Regions from separate parts of the Mus musculus genome. Here region 2 is linked to region 1. The links are chromatin contacts, called in public HiChIP or PLAC-seq maps. All regions are on one chromosome and are shown on one strand. Each heading gives the region's core, a stretch centred on a gene start, on an enhancer-like site or on the middle of the called end of the contact. The rest is flanking DNA. Distances are from core to core; before and after follow the strand shown.

The links. HiChIP or PLAC-seq counts read pairs in DNA pulled down with a chosen protein or histone mark.
Region 2: an H3K4me3 HiChIP or PLAC-seq map of forebrain shows a contact between it and region 1, with 4 times the contacts expected there. The contact joins two enhancer-like sites. A contact is called at or near these places in 1 of 484 Hi-C or Micro-C datasets (nephron progenitors), 3 of 115 datasets of contacts at active chromatin or transcription factors (cardiomyocytes, embryonic basal ganglia and forebrain) and 3 of 9 other capture datasets (adipose tissue, embryonic tail and embryonic trunk).

Annotation. Positions count from the first base shown.
Region 1 is chr7:37,560,013-37,565,441 of GRCm38.p6, reverse strand. The region is part of intron 4 of Zfp536 (zinc finger protein 536); the gene reads left to right. Among named protein-coding and RNA genes, the nearest start is that of 4930505M18Rik, 110 kb to the left of the region's middle. Within about 2 kb of position 2,236, at least 110 of the 459 cell types and tissues checked have an H3K27ac peak or open chromatin away from gene starts, as enhancers often do. A contact at or near this core is called in forebrain, where this site is marked.
Region 2 is chr7:37,742,723-37,747,950 of GRCm38.p6, reverse strand. All of the region lies in intron 1 of Zfp536 (zinc finger protein 536), which reads left to right. Among named protein-coding and RNA genes, the nearest start is that of Zfp536, 24 kb to the left of the region's middle. Within about 2 kb of position 1,365, at least 19 of the 459 cell types and tissues checked have an H3K27ac peak or open chromatin away from gene starts, as enhancers often do. A contact at or near this core is called in forebrain, where this site is marked.

The sequences.
Region 1 (5,429 bases), core at 987-3,486:
TCTTGACACAATGGTATTTTTATTGTTACCTGTTAGAAACCTGCAAGGTGAAGGGGAGGGGGAAATATAAGCCCTTAAGTAAAGAAAAAAAAAGTACTTATTAAGGCTTCTATTAAGAAATAACTGCAAAACACGGCCTTACAAATTTCTCAGAGTGCATAACAATGTCACAAAACTTCATTTGCATGGCTTGATTCTTTTTTTTGTTGAAAACTGGGTCAGTAGGGCCTGAGAAACTATTTTTTCAGATCTTAACCAATGAATTCTTCTTTATAAATCGCTGCTCTTAACATGATAGTAGTTTTGAATTCATCATAAAAAAAAAAAAACCTTTTTAGCAGAGCCTCTTAGAATAGATCTCTAGAAGAAGGCTTACAATGAGTGGCAGAGACGTCCTTTGTTATCTGATGTAATTCTTTGCAAAGGAGGATTGGGAACCGAGTGGCTGTTTAAAAATGTCTTGCTTAGACCGAGACGAAGAAGGGGTCAAGTTTGCAATCAAACAGTTATTGCCGAGATGGGCGACTGTCACTGGCTAGGCTAATGTGGGATGCAGCTGTTTGTTATGTGAGCAAAAGAATGTTTGAATCAGTGAACATGTGAAAATGATTCCAGTGAACCAGAAAATGTGTTTGTTCTTTTGCCTCTCCAAACTGCTGGGAACCGAGCGTAAGATCAACCGCGAGAACCAGGACCTCTGACAGGCAGAGGGGTCATATTTTCTAACAGGAAAGCAAGCGGCAGGACTTGCCACACAGATCAGCCACCCCCCCCCCATCTCCCTTTGTTGTTTTTGTTTGTTTGTTTGTTGTTTGATTCATTTATTATTTCACACCATAGTCCATGTCGTTTGCTTCTGTGTGCAATGCAAAGCGAAACTATTTGGAGAGCGTCAGCTTATAAATTTTACTCTTTTATGACATTTAAAAAGCAGGGCCCACTGTTGTGATGCCTCCTGGTTCTCTGGCTTGCCTGCAAAGGCTCTGATGGCATTAATCTCCGCATCTTTCCCTAAAACCTCCTCTCAAGCCACCGCTGTATCCTCGCTTCTGCTCTGAGTCAGAAAACAACTGAAGTTCTGTTTCTTCAGATTTTGCTTTGGAAATCATGCTTAGTATAATTAAAACTTAATGTACTAAGAAACGATACTGTTCATTATATCCAACAGGGCAGTTACCTTCTGAATCCCCCATCATTTTGGAGAGGGGATAATTGAAGTGTTGATGGTGGGAAGGGGGTAATTGAATGCATTGACCCTCCGTTCATTAAATAAAGTCAGCAAAGTTGCATGATCAATGGAAGCCAGGGAGGGAGAGATACAAAGATGGAAATATCGTTAACCCCTACTTCTTCTGCTCTAGCATTTTGAGTTGGACAAGGATTATTTGATCAGCTGGGCTAAAAGCCTTGGGGGTCGGTCTGCTTTTGTTGCTAGAATGCATTCCTGAGATGCTGGGTCTCCATCCCGCCTAGACCCATTGACCACTGCATCAAAGGCCTTTATCCACACCTCCCTGCAATACATTGGTGATAGTGATATGATAGATTTCTTCCTTTCCCACCTTCTTCTCTCTTGTGATTCACCTCCCTGCCCCCATTCAAGATAACCACTGCCTATTCCATACAAACAAACCCAAGCACTCAAAAGATGTTTTTAAGAACAAAAAGGAAAGAAAAAACTCAGTCTGAGGATTAAGGTCTCCCTCCCCTTTTCTTTCTTTCTTTTCTTTTAAAAAATTTTTTCCTTTTTTTCTTTTTTTTCTTTCTTTCTTTTTTTTTTTTTTTTTGCTTGTGCATTCCAATTGTTCTTAAAATATTTGGCAATGTCAATTAGTAACTGAGCAGAGTTAGCTGATGAACACAATTTTCCAGTAGACTGAGCACCCTATTGTTGCCGAGCGAACAGCAGATTTCTGAGGTCATTATCATTCGCTGGTTGCTTGGCCCAGCTGCTTCCTGCTGCAAAAGCCAAACTTTATACTGGAGCTCGGGGATGGCTGCAGCAACAGGGGGCTGGGAGGGGGGGAGAGCGGAGCTGGCTGCAGAGCCAGGGCCAGTCATTAGCAGCAGAGGAAACAGAAAGCAAAAGTTGAGAGGCCATTCCAGGAAAACTGCGAGGGGATCAGGCTCTGCCACCTTTGTCACCACGTTCTACCTCCAGGAGGGGAGCTAAAGGGTGCCCCCCAAGGCATGGCGGCAACTGACCTCTTGTAGGTCCCAACTTTGGGGGAACAATTGTTCCATTTATAAACTGCCTTAAGAATGTTTAGCCCATGGGAGAGCATGGGTGCCACTCCCTCATAGATAGATGAGACACTTTCGTTTTCCATTTTAAAAAGTCATTTGTAGATGCCTTTAGAAACTTGAAGATGAGTAAGCTCATGGATGGCAGGCAGGAAGCAGCGCTGTGTCATTTTGCAAAGGGACCTTTGAACGGGAGGTAGGATGAAATTCCCTGAATAATAAAATTTCATACAAGGGGCTCACTCCTATGCCCGTCAGCTTCTTCTTTTCCTCCACCCTGACTCCGGACCCCCACCCCAACCCCAGATTCATGGATTTGAAAAGCTGCACTATTTTTTTTTTAAAGCTCAGCTGTTAAAGCTGTACACCATATGCAGCCCTTCCGTCCCCGCCGTGGGAGCATGTGCAGGCGGCCACTGTGTTTGTGGAGATTTACGGAGGCCCAGCCTGTGTGTGCCGAAGCAGTGCCCAGGCAGACGCTGGCCAAGGTCCTTCCTCCAAAGTTGATGATTTGGTGGCCTCCTGCCTGGATGGATCCACTGGTTGAGACTCCTGGGGAATGTCAGAGAGGCCAAGAGTCAGAGGCCTGGGCATCCTCCCTTAGCCTTTAGCTCATGGTCCTGAGGTGGTCCACTTTCCTGGAGCAGCTTATGATGTCAGCTGACAGTCACTCACTGGCTGTCACTTCATCTCCTTTCTCCCATGGGAGCCCAATGCTTCCCAATATTTCGTTTTGGAATCAGCTTCCCATCCCAAGGTGGATTCTCATCGCTTTGTGTTTAGCAGCAACTATTTGCAAACAATATGGTGACACTCAGGGGCTTCTGTTGTCACACTTGGCCCCCTCGAATGGGGACTGTAAGCCCTGCTTCCTTTGAGGCTGCATGCTGGCTGTCCCTTAGCAACCCAGCCAGAGAAAAATGCCCTTAGCTCTGACAGTCTTCCCATCGGAAGTATGGCAGAAGAGATTCTGGAGGCCTTCAGCCTCCTCTACACTCTTTACAGTTTGTGGACACCATTTGGGGTACAGCTGATTAGATTCTAGGCCTATGCTTGCTCGAAGCCCAGCCAATGTTCAGATGATGGGCTCAGTTTACCAGTATGCAGACTGGGCGCCCTGTGGTGATCCCCTCTCTCCCCCCTGGTGTGCTCCAGCCCATGGATATGTGAGACACCCAAGGTGCTCCACGGTGCTCACCCAATTGAGCAATCAATGGTCACAAGTAAAACACGGAAGAGCAAAGGGCAGGTGACAGTGGAGGAAAGGATTAAACGGTTAGCTTGGAAAAAACGAGCACAGTTAAGTTTGTCCAGACGCAGGCATAGGAAGAATTGCCTTTTACCCATTCGCGGTTGTCTTTAGGTCGGTAGGAAATTCCACCCACCAGGTTGACTTTACCTGTGCTGAACTGGTGCAGCGTCTGTGTACAGGGTCCTTGGGGGGGTCCTCCTGCTCACCCCACCCTGGTCTTCATCAGGTAGCCTATCCTTTGAATCCCTTCTTTGGGTTGCTTTGCACCTTGCATACAAGAAATACATTTTCTTCTGGAAAGGAAGGCTGGAATGTACCTTAATTTACCCCTTGGAGGCCCAAATTTCATGTGACCTTTGGGAAGCTTGGGAGCAAGGCTAAATTTTGAGTCCTCAGTTTTACTATGGAATATTCCACCAATTCCAGACTCTAGACTCCCCAGGATATTTGGGGATCTCAAGATGAAAAATGTAGAATCCATTGAGAACTCAACTTTTTTTTGTGGGGGTGGGGTGGGCGGAGGGGAGGGAGACGGAGTTTCTCTGTGTAGCCCTGACTGTCCTGGAACCAGCTCTGTAGAATGGGCTAGACTCGAACTCAGAGATCCACCTGCTTCCGCCTACTGAGTGATGAGATTACAGTCACGTGCCAACACCACCCGGCTAGAACGCAACATTCTTGGTGCCACTTTGTAGGAGCAGTGTGTCCTGCGAAGTCAGTGAAGATTTTTGACTGTGGAGCTATATGTAAGCGTTGAGGGTAAGAGTTTGAAATACTCCTGGAGATGGACTGTCAGCTCTGGGCACTCACCTAACTAATGGTGACAGCACTGAAACTTGTGCCATCTGTAAACCTGGGGTCTCCTGGTCACCCTCCCAGGACCTCACCACCCATGTGGGTATCCAACAGGCATTTCCCACCCTTGTTGACACGCTAAGCATGGCCTGGAAGGAAAATGGCTGGCAGTGACTAGAGAGTACACAGAAGAGCCCTCCAAGATGAATGGATTGAGGAGGGTGGGCAGGCAGGTGGTGGGGGCTTTGATCTCCCCAGGAATGATCGTGGCTGCAGCTGAGAGGAGCTGAGGGTCTCCCTTGCCTTTTTCTGGCAGGATGGGATGGTGGCAACATTTACTTAAGCTGTGGAGTCTGGCACAGCCGCATCTAGGCGCCATCTGGAAGGCCCTTCTCAGAAAGCCACAGACCCTCCCCGCGGAGCTCAGAGGAGCAGCACTTGGGTAGAATTGGGGGATTTTTTTTCCTTGGGCATATCTTGAGCATCCAAGCACCTGAGTAGGCTGAGGCCCCTCCTCTGGGACTCGCATAGCTAAAGTGCGGGCTTTCCCTCTGCACTGCCCTGGTTAATTCTAGAGACAGATCAGGCTTAAGTTGGCTTTGTCAGGGGACCACTTACTGTCCCGGCTGCCTCTCCACTTGTTTATTTGATGTTGTAGGTTACTTCTTGCCTTTGCTCAATTGTTCTAGCTAAGTATAGAGACACCTTGGAAAAACAAGGCCCATTAATGTAGTGGAAGGATGCCTTTCTTTAAATTCCCTGGGGAGGCAGGATCTAGAATTCAGTGGCTAGGCTCATGACAAATAGGGTCAAAGTATACAGATTTGATACCACTCTTGACCCGATTTGCATCTTCAAAGGAAACACTAGTGTCCTAAAGCAATGAGTGTCTAAACTTTGTCTGTAGCTACCTGGTGGGTGGCTGGGGCTTCACCAGGAGCTGTGCTGAAATCAAGGGGAGCTGTCTGGGTGCAATTCAGCTGGCATTCTGTTTGCATTTTCCTTACCAAGAGAAAGTGAGGGTTTAGCTTCTTGTGGGACCCTTGGGGCTCTTGTGTGACATGTGACATGTGTCTGAGAGAAGTGAGAGACACAGCACAAGCTGACTCCTTGGCTCTGCTGCCCACCACTACACGTG
Region 2 (5,228 bases), core at 116-2,615, 180 kb before region 1:
TGTGAGGTTCGTGGCATCTACGGTGGGGCCATCAAAGATGGAGCATAAAAGGGACCTGGTAGGAATTTGACTATGTCTGCCTGACAAACATCTGTAGTGATGGAGGTGCAGACAGACAGACAGACAGACAGATCACTGCTCATCCTGCCTCGGTGAATTCTGTGGCATTTATGACTCCGTGTGGGGACATTGGAAGTGTGGGATGGTAATGAGGGGAGCATGGAGGGCGTGTCTGATTATTTTAGAAAGTTTGTGTGAGTCTCATAAAAATAATTCCACTTTAACTCCATCTGTCTCATGGCACTTTAAAGAGGATGGGGAGAGACTGGAAAGGATGACGACAGTGGTGGTGGCAAGAAGCTACAGATCTAGAGGGACGGTCCTGCCCCTGCGGGATTCTCACTCCCCTGCACCCTGAGTGTATTGGTTTTTGATGGCCTAATTGGTACAGGGAGACCCTTGTGGTGGAGTGAAGAAGGCTTCTAGCTGGTGTTTCTAGAGGGCAGTGTGAATGATAAATACTGTTAATATTCAGAAGGAAGAATCGATTTAAAAAAATGTGCCTTTGATTCACTAATCTCTGACATTGAGACATTTTTTTTGAAGTCCGTTGCTATAATTAGATTCTATAAGCCATTTTATGCCTCTATCAAAATTTTAAGAGACATAGAAAATTTAAGTTTTTTTTTTTTTCTGGGGGTCTGGGCTGACAATTCGTCAAATCAATATGAATGATTATGCAGTGGCTTCTGTGTGGGACCAGGGACAGCTTTCCTGATGCTGCCCAGCAGGCCCCAGCCTGGATATTAAGGACTGCTGGTGGATCATTTCTGCCTTGTTTTAGCTTGCTCTTCTCTGCTGAAATGTGGGGGCAAGAAGTGACCAGGTCTGTCATTAGGAACTGGACTGTGTCCTTACTGCCAGTGGTGCTAGTGTGTCCTGGCTGGCTATGGGAAGGGAGGAGACAGGGAGGCTGGGTCACTGGGGACCAGTGGAAGGACACCAACAGCTTTCGATGGGCTCAGGAGAATTGTGGTAGGGCTTCAAGACAGGCAACCGGTAGACAAGCACTGGGAGAGAGCCCTTCCTTAGTCCTGCGGAAGGCAACAAGGTTTCAGCAGATTAGTGAGTCAGAAGAGACAATAATCTTAACTTTTCTTTAACCACCTCCTCCCTAAAGCAGAAGCTCTCCTTGGCGGGGGGGGGGGGGGAGAGGAAGAAAGATCAGTGTGCAGAGAAGACTGATTTAACCACAGTTGAAAAGGGGGGGGGCATGTCACGGAGGCCCTGTGACGATTAGCGTGAAGACGGCTGTACTTTAGCCGGCCTGAAACTTGTTCCTAACAGAATGTTAAAGACCCAGTGAAAAGAGAGATTACGTCTATCTAGTTACACCACTCCTTGATATATGCTCCATGTCACAGCCTCATTGTCTCCTGGGTAAAGACAGAGAGCTCAAATGCCCACTATCTCTCCCCTGGTGCTCCAAACGCTCGGCTTTGAAGTTTTTATAATCCATCTGTCATCTTCTAGCGAGGAGGGCACATGTTCTCTACCACTCAATTACAGAATTCTCCTTTGCCAGCTCCAGTGAGACAGGCAAGAATGTTATGGGTGGTTGAGAGAAACTGTCAGATACACTAAATTCCTGGGATTCATACGGGCAGTGTTATTCCAGGGTAGGGACAGCCTGTCTTATTGTTCAAGTGCATTACAGATACATTTGGCATTGGGCTACAGAGCCTTTGATCCAGCCTCACCGCCCCCCCCACTCCCGTTTGAGAGCCTTGTCTTACATTTGATTGTTCACATTTGAAAAAAAAAAAAAAGAATCATTTAACCCTCCACTGGAATGTGGATCCTGAAATGCAGATTGAAAAGATGACATTTGTTTTTGCTAACAAGAAGCGGGCAGCCCAACTGTGCCGAGCTTGGAAAGTCAGAGCGATTTATTTTCACTTTGATGAAATCAGATCTCTTAAAAAAAACAAAAACAAAAAAAAAAACACAAAACTGCCTTGGGTTTGTTAAGAATGGCAACTAGAGGCAGCCGGAACATCATGCATGGGATGGGTTTTATCATTCTGTAAACAGACATCCTGAGCACCTATTAAATGTTCTGCTGTCTGCAGAGAGTGGAGAAAGTTACCTTGGATGGGATGGTCTTGAAAATGGACAGTTGTGTTTAGGGACAATCTACCTTGGAGTGGTTGGTGTTGCTAGAAGTCCTGTTAACTTCTCAGTCATAGAGTCACGGGTGGTTAAATTCGTTGTCTTATGTGAAATGAGTTTGATGATCTCGGCTTAGCCTCTAGTGGGTATTAATTCACATTATGAAATATCCCAGAATAATTTAGCACCGTGTGGCATAATTTGCATTTTTACTCAAGACCGGGGCAATGGTGGATCTATTCTTTTAGTCTATTCTATGCAAAGAGGCCAGCTCACATTGGTGGCTTTCATGGTGATGGTTTGTGGGACTCGCTGCTAATAATTTGTGGGGAGCAGATGGCATAAGATCTTGGGCATAATAAGACTTTGCAGCTTGGGCTCTGAAACTTAACAAGACATATTTGCAGAGATGCAGTTGCAGTTGAGGTGAGCTCTAGTTTCATAACTCCGCCCAGCAGTGATGTAGCCTGGATGTACGTGCCATCTCACAGACACATATGTGACCCTAAAGAAATACGTGTTGGGATGGAGGCATTCGATGGGTGGACTCTGTGCGCCCCACACTCTATAAAAGAATGTCTTCCCTTTACCAACCACAGAGGGTTTCCAGAAAGGCAAGATACTATTACAGTAATTAATTTAGTGAAACTTCTTAAATCTGATCTTCTGTTCAAACTAATAATGGGAGGATGGGGCGGCTCGATGTCGTTAATTGAAATCTGGAGACAATAAAAAAAATGTCTTTTTGCAACTTCAATACAGCAGTCTGGAACTGTCGGGTCAGGCTGTGAACCAATTTTCTTCTCATTACTTTTGATTTTGGAGTCAATACAAATTTCATCAGTGATTGTAGGGTGCAGGTCTCCGTCTGCACGGCCCCTGTCATGGGAGAAGATGTGTGCGTGGTTGAAAGATTTACAGAAAGCTCTTCTGGAGAGGCTGGACAGGGTAGGAAATGCTGAAGCCTGTGGCCTCCCTTGCCATGGCTCTCGGACCCGCAAAGCTCATAGCCTGCGAGCTGGGGCTGGGGAGTGGGGAGCTGGTGGCTGCCTCTACTTCCTTCCTTTTGGACATTTTCTTCTTTGCTCCCTCTAAGCCTAACTTTCTCTCCGGCCCCCCATTTATATCTCTCCCTTCAACTTACAGATGTGTACAGAGTATTCCTGCGACTCACAGAATTCCAGTCCCCAAGGTAACTTAATTGCAGGACACAGGCTCAACTTTGCAGGACTTGCTGACATTTTGAACACATTCTGAGCCAAGAAGTCTTTTGTGTGGAAATGTGTACCCGGGGTGTACCACGTGACTCCTCATTTTGCCTGTATGGGATTTGCATCTTTGCAAGTCATAGGATCAGCCCATCTATCATCAGATATTGGCCTAACTGGACATTTTTTACGAGCCCAGTTTGCTATTTATGTTAAAAGCAATTCGCAGCAATGCCCTGTCTTCGTGATTCGGTATTGGCAATAGCGACGTATGTTTAATCACATTTTCCATGAGTAATTATCTAATTCACATGATTACCAATATAAAACAGGCAAATGGAACAGGGGTTTAACTCCATCCTGCTTGGGTGGTGACACAGGCACACTGAGGGACCTGGGTGAGTGGAGCATTTGTGAGTTCTGTTTTGCCTCTGCTGTATCGTGGAGATTTTTATTAACAAGCCTTTTGAAGCTGAGCTTGAGGAAGAGAGAGAGGCTATTTGGAAGTCTGTGATAATGCAGTTTGAGGTTCACTCTGTCTGCGTTCTTTGCGTTCGGGGCTGTCCTTTTTGAAGATTTCCGGTAGACGGAGGTCACATTTTTTATTCATGTTGAAAAATATTCATTTATCAGTATTGGTGCAACTGTAAACAAGCGATAACCCGCGAACATCTACAACAGTAAAACTGACAGCATTTGCTTTAATTTTCTGTCATTTTGGTAATTATATCAATCAAGACCCAAAACTAAAATGATATTTTAGCATGCAGTAAGAAATGAGGAATTCAGATCTTAAAAGACCATTACAATTAGCTTTGAAATGTTCGCCATTTTACCATAATTGTTTCATATAGCTTATATGTCTTCATTTACAGCCGAATATTCTGTTGATCTTTTATAAACAAAGTAGCACCCATCTGCTCCTTGAGACACTCCTGGCGCCTATTCATTGCAAAAATAATACATGTCCTAATGACTTCCACATATTTTGAAATCTCCCTTTTGAAATTGGACTTGGCAGATCGTTTGCAGGTACTTGAGTTGCATCTGTTTGCAATTTTGCAAACGCGGAAGACTTTAATGTTGAGCGCTGCAAGAGGGCTATTTTAATCCTCAGATAACATTGGCTGTCATCAAAAGCCACATTTATCTTTTCGAAGGTGGGGCAAATGTTTAATGTTAAAAGACAGTGAAAGGCCAAGGCCAAGTCTGAGGCCTGGGTTACCCCACTTTCGAACGCTGCTCCTTCCATGGTCTCTCCGTGGTCTTCTTTATCTTTTTTTTTTTTTTTTTAATTTAAGTTTTAGCTCCGTCCACACTGCCAAGAGGATGTTTTTGCTGATAGAATGAAAGATCAGGAAGAGAGTAAATCTGAAATAATTGTGAACTCCTGGCTCTCGGGCTCATTACCACCATGTGGCTAGCAGCTGACCAGCTTGGGGTCGACTCTGTTTACAGTGAAGAACTAAACAGAGTGGCGCAGGGGAGTGCCCGACTTGAATGTAGAAGAAGGCTTGCCTCCCAGGGCAGGCTGCCACTCTTTAGGAGGGACGGCAAACCCTGCAAGGCCAGGGTCTGGTCAGCTAGCTGGTGAGGCCCATCTTTGAATGGACGCATCTTTAAATGCATGCTTGGTAAAGGCATCTGGGTAGGTATTTGTTTCTTTGTGTAAACCCTGGAGCTTGAAACCAGTCAGCGAGTGTCTCTTCTTCCTGTCTCTGAGTGAAGCATCCTGTTGCTGGGACCTCAGAATGGAGAGAGAGAGAACAAAACGCTTCCCGCCCTCTGTATTCCCTCTGAGCCTCACTTGGATCTACCTACCGTGTGGGGGGCTTTTCCTGGTTGACC